Linked DNA regions of Zea mays: all the other regions are linked to region 1. The links are chromatin contacts, called in public Hi-C maps. All regions are on one chromosome and are shown on one strand. Each heading gives the region's core, a stretch centred on a gene start, on an enhancer-like site or on the middle of the called end of the contact. The rest is flanking DNA. Distances are from core to core; before and after follow the strand shown. Region 1 holds the start of LOC103632614 (proton pump-interactor BIP103). Region 2 holds the start of LOC100279247. Region 3 holds the start of LOC103632613 (probable LRR receptor-like serine/threonine-protein kinase At1g07650).

Region 1 (3,583 bases), core at 542-3,041:
ACACAAAACAGGTTATTTGTTAATGCCCTTCGTCCTTCGGAACATTATTTCCCTAAGGATATAATGATCTTCGGACGAAGGTCATGAAGGGCATACCTTCATCATCTTAACATATATACATAAACATATCGAGGGCAGATGAAGCATGTAAAACATAAGGGATAATGTGAACAAACATATAACATAACCATACACATTTCTTATTATATAATCATAAATGAGCAAATGAATAATGACAATATTGAATTACATTTGTACCTTCGGCTTGACAGAAAATGAAAGTACAAGCGTGACGCAAAAATGAATACAAGTCAGCGTGAACAGTACGGTTGTTCATCTATTTATAGGCACGGAACACAGCCCGTATAAAATTACATTCATGCCCTTCACACTTGCTAATGACTTTAAGGTAGTCCACCGAGGTCTAAATAGTCTTTTCCCTTTTAAGTCGGTTTCCTTTTTTGCCGTTATGTCGAAACTCCCTTGCACGTAACTTCGGCGTTGCGTCAACCTTCGTATTGTTCGTGCTTTTCACACTGTGTGGTTCTGATCCGAGTCCGAAAGCACCGGTTCATATATTACACTCGGGAAACATTGTTAAATCATATTTTTGACGACCTTCGGAAGACGAAGGCTCCCAACACTTAGATCTTAACGGTTACTTTGTAATTATAAAACAATGTCTATTAAGCACCGATCGATTTAATTTTTTCAGGTGGCCTCCAAAGGACGCCTGGTGTTCTAGTTTTGGTAAATAAATGACACTATCTAACGAGAGAAGCGATATTGCAATAAATGGTCACCTTTATCTTCTAGTATAAGATATTCTTCGGTGGATCATGTAAAATAGGAGACGTGAAATTATAGATGACACTGTTTGTAGAGTGAAGTTAAAATGAAAGATGAGATAAAGGATGAGATAGAGGATCTGCTAGAGATGACCTCATGGATCATTTGGGAACTCAAATCCCATCTGGGGCTCTGGGATTAGAGGGTTTGAGGGCTACTTTGGAAACATCAAATCCTCTTCGGATTGGAGGGGATTGAGGTGGAAATAAACTAATTTCCTCTTCAATCCCCTTCAATCCCGAAGGAGATTTGAGTATCCAAACTAATCTTAAGGGCTTGTTCGGTTCTACCCCAATCCATATGGATTGAGGAGTTTCAATCCCTAGTAAGTCAAAATCTCTCATAATCCGTATCAATCCCCTTCAATCCGTATGGATTGAAAATAACCGAACAAGCCCTAAAGGGGAAATGTATCCCCTCCAATCCTGAAAAAGATTTGAATTTTCAAACTAATCTTAAGTTTCAGTAGAAAATGACACTAACTAACGCGAGAAGTATGGATTGTAAAATATGGTTTTATAAGAATATATTTGTATACTAATACTGGTAACATAGAGAAGATATTTAAGTGCTACATTTCTACTTAGGGAAACAAGTCCAAGAGCGTGTTATAAAATATAGAATAGAAGCATAGTCTAATGATACATAAAATCAATTTCTATGTATCACCTTATAATTTTGAGAATGGTTTATATTTAAACTTTGAAAATGATAGAATAAAAAATTCCAAGCTAAATTGCCTATTTTATTAAGTAGATTCTAAATTCCTTTAAAAATAAACAGATCCAAACCATCCAAAATTTATAGTACCACATATTTTAAATTCTACTCTAAGATAGTGTAATAGTAATTATAGGATTATTTATACCTTTTGATGAGAATAGTCTAATAAAGAAAACCATGTATATCAGTGGTATTTTTTGGCGGCTCCTACGGTCCTACATCCAATACCGGCCCGTGCCCAATGCAGTTTGTACCCGGGCTTTATACCAGGCTTGCGTGTTCATTCGTTGTGTCCTCTTCTTCTTTCTGTTCTCCCCGCGTGCTCTGTCTCTCTCTTCCTCTCTGCCTCTCTCTCTCTCTCTCAGCGGCGACTAGGGACAGCCGCTGCCTCCCTACGCCTGGTGCCCAGGTATCCTTTGCCGGCGACGAGCACCCGGTAGGTACGCCCACCCCCTTAATTTTTCAGTTCCTGCTGTGCGATAACGAGCACCCCAAGCCTAACTTAAGCTATTTGGTTATTTGTATTCGGATCTGACGTAATTACGAGTGTATGCATATTATGCCTGCTAAATTCGATCTGCCCTTTACCGCTGCCGCCCGCCCGCCACTGGCCTCTGGGTGGATTGAAATGGTCGCGGGGGGTAATTAAGGGCGTGGGCCTCGTAGATCTGGATCGACCCGTGGCTTGGATTCAGTCTGCGCGCCAGACTAAGAGGATCGGTGGAAGCGCGGGTGCGATCTGCGGTGCCTCGTGGATCATGCCTGGATTCGACGGGGTTTGGTAGCTGGTCTTTGAATCGGATCGCAGTGCTGAATTTCCCGCGTTTCCGCGAGTAGCCTTAGTCCGTTGTCTTGTATGTTTCGAGTTTCTTCGGGTTCAATTCGTGTGCTGAATTTTCTGTTGCAGTATTCTGATAGGATTGACTCTCTAACATGTTATTGGAACGGATGGACTGTGTCCATTAAATTAAATTCAATACCATATCTGGATTATCTATTTTCTGCCAATATATTTCATACTTTACAATTATCTCTCTCAGTTTCAGTCCACTGGATGCATAAACTGTTTCGCAATTCTGTTAAGACCAGATGTTGGAGTACATATTTTTGCACAATGAAGAGTAAATCATAGCCAGGACCGGCTAATGCCAGGCAGTCCCATTTTGGTGTGTGTTGGGTAGATAGCATGAGGCCATGTGGGTGTGGGCTTTGTGTGCCAGTGATTCAGTCGGCAGTTTTACATCATCGCCACCTTGCCCAGAAAACGCGTGAGCTGTGACTTGCTACCAGTTGCATGCCTCGTTCAAACTATCTGCCAGATCCGCTGTCTGCTGAAGTAACTTGACCCAGCACCAAAACTCCATCAGCACACTGGCCCAGTGTGTCTGACCGCTTTTCCACTTCGGGAAACAGAAAGAAATAGGAAAGCGAACTATTACAAACTGTAAGGTGCAGAGTGTCAGTTCCTTGAATTCCACATATCTCACCGAACAATCTCTGAATTCCCTATATGCAACTGCATGTGTAAATGGCAGGTGCATCCCAGCCCCCACATGTCATTGACACAAGCAATGTCATATATGGGGGTTATGTTATTCCATGATGAACCCAGAATTTTACCAAAATATAAACCCTACTTTTAATGCCAAAACCTAGATTTTGTTATTTGTTCTGCTTCATTCCAACCTGTTCTGCTGGCAAATGTTCTTTTTGCTGTACCTGCAGGGGTATGGGAATGGAGGTCGTTGGTGCTGAAGCAGCACCAGCAGAGGTCAAAATATCCGATGGAGAAGTGAATCTATTCCAAGAGAAGGAAAGCAAAGCAACTGCAAAAGAACGTGAGGAGGCAGCTGTTTTTGGTTCAGAGACAACTGCGAATGTCACTGATCTGGCACCTCCAAAGGATGCGAAGGATGAGTGGCCTGAACCGAAGCAAACTTATGTCTTCTACTTCATCAAGATCCGCTCATTTGAGGATCCTAAACTGAGGGTAAAACTCGAGCAGGCTGAC
Region 2 (3,583 bases), core at 627-3,126, 500 kb before region 1:
ATTTTTTCAGCCATACCTATATTTTCTTTTGCCCTCCGCTACTGTGTGTCACGAAAGTAACCGAGGAAAAGACAACGAGTGCAGGGAGGAAAGAGCTTGTATGGAGCCATGGCAGAGGTGTTGGGATAGTAGGCACAACCAAATACGCGAAGGTGGACATAGGAGGGGTTGTGTCATACAGAGTGAAGTGAGGGGTGGAGTGACTCACCACTTTCGAGGGAAGGTAGTTGAGAAGATGGGTAGCAGTGTTTAAGGCCTTTGCCCAATAGCGCTGGCATGAAGAAACGTCTAAAAGAGGAGACAGTGGATCATGTTAGTAGTGGTGTGAATAATCCGTTTGTCCCGACCGTTCTAAGGGGAGGTGTAGAGACACGAGAGTCGCAACTAAACACCGTGAGAGAGAAAGAAGTGAGAGGTGGAGTTGTCGAACTCGTGGCCATTATCATAATGAAGGGCACGAACCGAGCGACAGAACTGGGTGGAGACCCAAACAAACAAATGGGTAAGGTTGTGAAAGGTGTCGTACTTGAGCCACATAGTAAAAGTCCATAGAAAACGAGTGAAATCATCCAGGATGACCATATATTATTTGTAACCAGAGAGGTTAAAGACAGTAGATGTCTAGAGATCATAATACCGGATTACATAATCTATATAAAATAAGCAGGATTATATAATTATTTGAGAAAACAAACATGCCCTAAAAAACTCCACCCATTATATTAATTGATTATACTCGCGTCCGCGATCCTACCAAACCGAAACAGCACTAGCGTTTTAATGCGCTCCCGGGGCCGGCCACGATGTTCCTTTCCGTGTGCTCGTGATGATGCACAAAAGAAAAAAATGTAAAATGAAATAATTGTCTTCTTGACCCGATGGTTGTCAGTTGTACCAGCGAAACGAGACATTATTATCAGCCCCCGTTTGTGTCGTTCCGTGTCGTCATTTCCCTTCGACAATTAGTCCGACAACCAAATAGACCCAAACAGCCATGTATTACGTTAGCATGACCACACATAGAAATCTAGCAAGGTTAGGGCATATATGTTATTATATGAAGAATGTGAGTTTGCCAGACCAAAACTGACTGGCCACAAGTATATAAAAACAACAACAAGTAGAAGAAAGCTTGAAATGAATATTTGTGGCAGTGAAGAAGCCATGAACTGCAATCCATGCATATGTGTGGTACAAATCAAGGGATGATCATGACAATGTGGCAATGCATATTGGCAACCAGCCAGCCATCCATCCAGGATGACGGGGAATCTTCATCGTCCTCAACGAAGAAGAAGCTTTTGTCTTCTTTTTTTCTCTTGGAAAGGGGAACGTCTCGTTTATTCTCTCCACGGGCGTGCAAAACACAGAAAGCAGCGGCAGCGCTAGCTAGATTCTCCACTACTACTTGGTCACGGGAAACGGAAAGCCTTGTGTTTCTTTCACGAGATGCCAACAAAAAAAAAACGACATTGTTTTTTCCAGTTCCTTTTGATAATGCACAGAAAGGATAAATGGACGTGTAAACCTGCACGCATAATGTTCATGCAGCATCGTACTCATCCATCCATCCAATTCATCCATCCACATGTTTCCCGCCGTCTCTGCATGAGGCGAACACCAAGCAAGAAAAGAAACCCTCTCCAGCCACGTAAAAAAAAGCGTGGGAAAAAAAAGTGAGCGAAGCGTCCAGCTCTAGAAAAGAAAAAAAAAACGAGAGGATTGTACAGAGCGCCCCTCTTCTAAATTTGGCACGGAGCTCTCGTCGCCTTCCCGTCTTTCAGAATTCAGAGGGCCGCACACGTTCCCTGCCGCTGCCTCTACCCCTCTCCGGGCTCTCCCTCCCCCTCTCCACCGTCTCTACACCGCCGCCGCTCACACCCCAATTCCTCTCGCCCCATTGCCGGCCGCCTCCCTCCGTCCTCTCGCCTCGCTTGCTGCAGGTTCAATCGCCGCCGCCATTTCTGCAGTTTTTAATTCCCACGTCCTGTTCCGGCCCGGCCGTGCACTCCAAATTCTTCCAACAAGGCCAGCCCACGCCACCCGGCCGGGATCCCAGAAAAGTTGCGCTCGGCCTTCGCGCGTTACGTCTCCCACCCAGCCCTTCGATCCCGTGATTTCAGAGGCGCCCCTGTACCGAAAGCCTAGCTCCCAATCTTCCTTGGATTCGTCTTTTTTTTGGATCTTGGGGACTGCACTGCACACAGTTTGCCTCTCTTACCTTTTTTTGGATCTTGGTGGTGCCGAGCCGACAAGCAATGGGGAGGAAGTACTACTGCCACGCCGTGGCCGCGCTGGCCGTCGTGTTCGCGGCGGCCGTCGTCGTCGCTGCCGACCGGCGCCTGTCGCTGGTGGTCGGCGCCGCGGTGGCGCCCGAGGAGGTGAGTCTGCTCCGGAAGGTGGCCAATCTGATGTGGAACGGCGATGGCAACTCGTACCAGCACGTGTGGCCGGTAATTACCAACTGCCTTTCAGGATTTCTTTGTTTTATTTTTTTCACAAAAGAACAATTTGTTTGTTTTTACCAGCGCTCACTTGCTGGTTTAGCAGTTCTGCGTCGGATTAAGTTTACAAAGTTGGCAAGATGTTGCATACAAATTTTGGTAGGTCCGGAGCTCATCTGCTGCTCTGGATTTGTCATGAAATCCAGTTTGGGCCATGCAGATAGAACTGATCGAGCTATACTATACTACAACATCCTATTGAATTTGCGATGACCTACATATACTTTTCAATAGTTATTGCTGTTTAATGCTTTCAAGGCATGGCGTTTTAACTCGGTGAATCTTATGGGGGTTGCTTTCTGCAGCCAATGGAGTTTGGGTGGCAAATTGTGCTGGGGTCACTGATCGGATTCTTCGGTGCCGCGTTTGGGAGCGTCGGCGGAGTTGGTGGCGGCGGGATCTTCGTGCCGATGCTGACGCTCATCATTGGGTTTGACCCGAAATCATCTACTGCGATATCAAAGTGTGAGGATCTAACTGCTCATCGTGGATCCTTCCTCTAGTCAGTGTGCTGCTCCGAAAGCGACAGTTTGCTCGCTGTCAGCAATCGATGTATAGAGCTTGTTTAGTGTATTCTTTCCTCTGTTGGTTCATGCATGTGTGCAGTAGTGTGCGTCTTCATCTGGTATCTTTTCTGTCCCATTGCTGTTGTAGTATACTTCTGAAGAGCAATAGAGTAGTTCCACCCCACCCCCTCCCTTTCCTTTGGCTAGTTAGGATCCTTTTATTATATCCTGAAAGCAGCAGTCGCTGCTGCTCTTTTCACTAGTTTTCCTAATGCCATGCAGGTTCCTGTGATAGTTTATAATTCTAGATTCATGTGCCGACAGATTACATCTTTCTACCTTTGTTGGAAGCAGTACTTAATTTCCAGCACAAAGCATGAGCTCATCTCGTGCATAGAAAAAAGCTATAAATTAAAGCTCAAAAGCTGTACAAAAGGAAATATAAAGTATACGGTAGAATATGGATGGGAAGTACAAGGATACTGCACTGGCCGGGTTCTAAACTACTCCAGCATACCAGCACTGTGTTGTCCGTATGCATGCACCTTGCTTGTTGGATATTGCCTTCACATG
Region 3 (3,583 bases), core at 694-3,193, 330 kb before region 1:
CCCTGTTGGCCCACTTTTTATGTTGCAGAAGGTTTTCACATCACAATTTGTAAATGGTCTAAATAGTATACATTCATTTTTAATGGCAGCAGTCGTGCAACCTGAATGTATGTCATGTTCCACAATTTGTAAATGCTGGATTTTTCATTTGTTCAATATCCGGCACGTGCAAAACTGGAAAAGAACATTATTCTTTAGTTCTACTTGTGGTTAAGGTCTCACACTCCACCTACTTTTGTGCTTTACCACAATCAAATTGGAAGACCCCAATTTGGACCGGACATGAAGTATGAAAAAAGTGTGCCTGGATTTTTTCCTATCGTTGGACTGAATCACATGCTGCATTTAGAATAACCTATTTTTCGGTAATAACAATTCTCTATCTGCTTGGTAGCAAGATTCATAGCATTGTATTCCTTAGATGTTTGATAACCTGAAATGAATGTTTGCCAATATTTCCTGTATGAGAGAAAAAATCTTCAGAAGAACTGTTACTGGGTTCAGTGCTTCTGATTTCTGAATGAAGGTTAAACTGTCTGTTTTAAACTAAAACTTTGGTAAGCTTGATTCATTGGACTCTAGCAGGTGCAATACAGAACTCTAGATTGGTGTCATTATCATGGAGCCACCCAGACTAATATACTCTTATATGGGTACCACTTGCTAGCTACCTTTGGACCACTAAGCTTGTATGCACACAAACAATTGATACTTTATTATGAGTTCTTAATCCTTTGCATTTGCCTTAGTATTCAAATGATTGCAATAGAAATGTATTGAATTATCTTTATGGTACTTTATTGTAAAGATTTGGACGTGTTTGAATAATTATTCCATTTAAATAAGATTTAACTATGTGATATATAGCCGTAGCGACGAGCTACCCAACTAAGATCGACTGCAACCGAGGACAACCCATCCATCTACGTTCGCTTGGGGACAATCGATATTCACATTTGTATTCACAATCTCAATGTATCTTAATAAAATGTATTAATCTCAATGTATGTTAATAAAATGTGTTGATTCCGTAGCAACGCACGGGTATATACCTAGTTAAGACTTAAGACAATATAATATTATTTATCGGGCTCATTGGACACTCGTGGGTGAAACTCTAGACCCGCACCTGAACCATGAGTCTAATTTAGCACTTGTACCTGCACCCATAAATCTAATTTAACACCCGCCTAATGGATGTAAAACCTGTAGGCACCCGTATCTGTGGGTGTGACTATCAATATCATCCACTCATCCCTACTACGGGACATCTTTGACTACTTTTCCGCTGAATAGGACCAACAAATCATATTCTTAATTAAAAAACCAAAATACACATTAGACACGATGAAAAATATATATGTTAATATTGTCATAATCGTATTTTCATTAACTATAGTTGACTAGGCCACTGTACCGATTGGAAAGTATGGGGGTGATCAATGTGCGAAAAAGACACTTTTCAACTAATCAACACTGACAGTTGCCTAATCTAGCAGAAGTCGTCTGTGGTCTACGTGATTTTATATAATATAAGGGATGGTCTACAGATGTATATTTCAGGACCGGAAAGCCTTAACACTGCGGGACCCGGAAAAAAGAAACAAGTGCAAGTGCTGTGCAGGGCTGAAAATTTCTCGCAGCCGCAGACCGTGCAGCTCTGGAAGTCGACGAACGCTCATGCAGTCGAGGTCGGGTCGGAATCCATGCGGATTTTGGCGGCACCGAAGCTGCCGATCACGAGAGCTTATATTCCAGCTTGGCAAGACAGCGATGCATCGTCTATCGCAGCATTGGTCTACCAGAGCGTAGACGTCGCTCAAGCAGAGTCAACAGTCTGACTCCGGCGACCGACAAGCCCGCCATCGCGCCAGCCTGGAAGTTGGACCCAAGAACCATTCTGGCATTCTATCCCGGCCTTGACTCGCAGAGGGAGCTGCAGTGCAGTGCAGGTGCAGCGCAACCAGAAAGCAACTCAGCTGCGCGGCAGTGCAGGGGTACACCCATGGCAACGTGACATGCCTGCCAATGATACCGCGGAGAAGACTCCAAAAAGACTGAGACAGTGAGACGCCTTTACGATAGAGAAAAGATATACATGCCCCTCCCTCTTTCTTCGCCTAGAGACAGCCAAGTCACTCACGCTCCTCTCCACTCCGTCCACTACTTTCACCTGATCGCCACCACTACCTCCACCTGGAACCTGGAAGAGAGAGAGACAATGGCGTGTAGGCCGCCATGTCCATGTGGCTGCTTCTGCTTCTACATGGTGTTCTTCCTCGGCTTGCTGCTCGTCGAGGCCGTCCATGGCACAGGGCGGAGCGAGGTGGCCGCGGCCGCTCCGACTCCGAGCCTCGTTCCAGCTGAAGGTGCTTTGCTGTCGCACAGCTGCTGCACTGTATTGATTCATGGAGCATGTTCTTTGCCTGCCAGCCTTTCTTGTCCACCTTAGCTTAGCTTCACCCTTGAGCTACCTAGTTGCTGTAACACCTGCCAAAGAGAATCTCCAAGAAACAGTTTCTTTGAAACAAAAGGTTCCATTTGGTTGAATGTTCAGAGTCTCAGCTGCAAACCAGCCATGGAGATGCCGCAAAATGCTCCGCATGCTGCTGCCTGCAAGGCTGCAACTGCAACCAACCACCCAGAAATTCGTTTTAATACTTCCTCCTCTTTCTCTTCGACTAACGCAACTGCTGGAACCGCCTCCTCTTGCAGCGAGCGTCCTTCGCCGGATCGCGGCCAGGCTTGGTGTGTCCAGCTGGGACTTCACCGCCGGCGCCGGTCCCTGCGACCACGGAGACTCCGGGGTGCACTGTGACTGCTCCTTCTCCAACGGCACCGTCTGCCATGTCACAGAGATGTACGCTTCACTTGTCCACACACACACACACACTCTTTTTTTTTTAATTTGCGTTGGCCGCAGTTTTCTTTGATTCACTGAACCAACAAAACCGCATGGCCCGGTTTGGCACCATGATAATCTTTGCAGATTCCTCAAGGGGCAGAACTTCTCCGGTGAGCTCCCGCCTGACTTCGCTGACCTCCCCTACCTCCTCCAGCTGTGAGTTGTCAATCTTCAGATCTTGGTCAAGCTGACCTGTGCACAAGCTCCACCTGTTAAGAGCAATAGGAATAACGGTGTTGTTCCTGTGCTGCATGCAGAGATCTAAGCAGGAGCTTGTTCCATGGCGGAGTGCCTCACCAGTGGGCCAGGATGAAGTTACAAGGACTGTGAGTGTGCCTTTGCACTTTTACCTGGCCATTATTGTTTGCTTGACTACTAGTAGAATAGAACAAAATGTATCACTGGGTTAGTGGTTTTCCTGCACTTTGTGAAGCCACAGTCATTGTCTCGTCTGTGGTGTAGGGCCTAGGTTGTCGGCAAGGAATATCTAAGGTAGCAACAAACTAGACCGCCACTCCGAGTCCCAAGCACATTTTTTTCCATCTTCCTGTGCTGTGATAGATTAGGTGGCTTTTGCCCTATGTCAAAAAGCAAACTTTATGAATACTAGTCATCATATCTCTGCACTTAAGCCTACCTTTTCAGTAGTTCAAATGTTGTTTAGGTTTAACACAAGAA

The links. Hi-C and Micro-C count contacts between places; a contact is called where the count stands out from the background.
Region 2: a Hi-C map of ear shows a contact between it and region 1, with 2.0 times the contacts expected there. The contact joins the promoter of LOC100279247 here to the promoter of LOC103632614 in region 1. A contact is called at or near these places in 5 of 25 Hi-C or Micro-C datasets (bundle sheath, ear, endosperm and 2 more).
Region 3: a contact with region 1 is called in a Hi-C map of ear, with 2.2 times the contacts expected there. The contact joins the promoter of LOC103632613 here to the promoter of LOC103632614 in region 1. A contact is called at or near these places in 3 of 25 Hi-C or Micro-C datasets (bundle sheath, ear and endosperm).

What each region holds. Positions count from the first base shown.
Region 1 is chr7:99,048,267-99,051,849 of Zm-B73-REFERENCE-NAM-5.0, forward strand. It overlaps LOC103632614 (proton pump-interactor BIP103), which reads left to right and starts at 1,792. Exons shown (of 8, transcript XM_008654367.4): 1 at 1,792-2,012; 2 at 3,298-3,583. The coding sequence starts at 3,302.
Region 2 is chr7:98,544,969-98,548,551 of Zm-B73-REFERENCE-NAM-5.0, forward strand. LOC100279247 reads left to right here and starts at 1,877. Exons shown (of 12, transcript NM_001360947.1): 1 at 1,877-2,453; 2 at 2,810-2,969. The coding sequence starts at 2,259.
Region 3 is chr7:98,719,345-98,722,927 of Zm-B73-REFERENCE-NAM-5.0, forward strand. LOC103632613 (probable LRR receptor-like serine/threonine-protein kinase At1g07650) reads left to right here and starts at 1,944. Exons shown (of 24, transcript XM_008654363.3): 1 at 1,944-2,369; 2 at 2,716-2,860; 3 at 2,990-3,061; 4 at 3,163-3,231. The coding sequence starts at 2,099.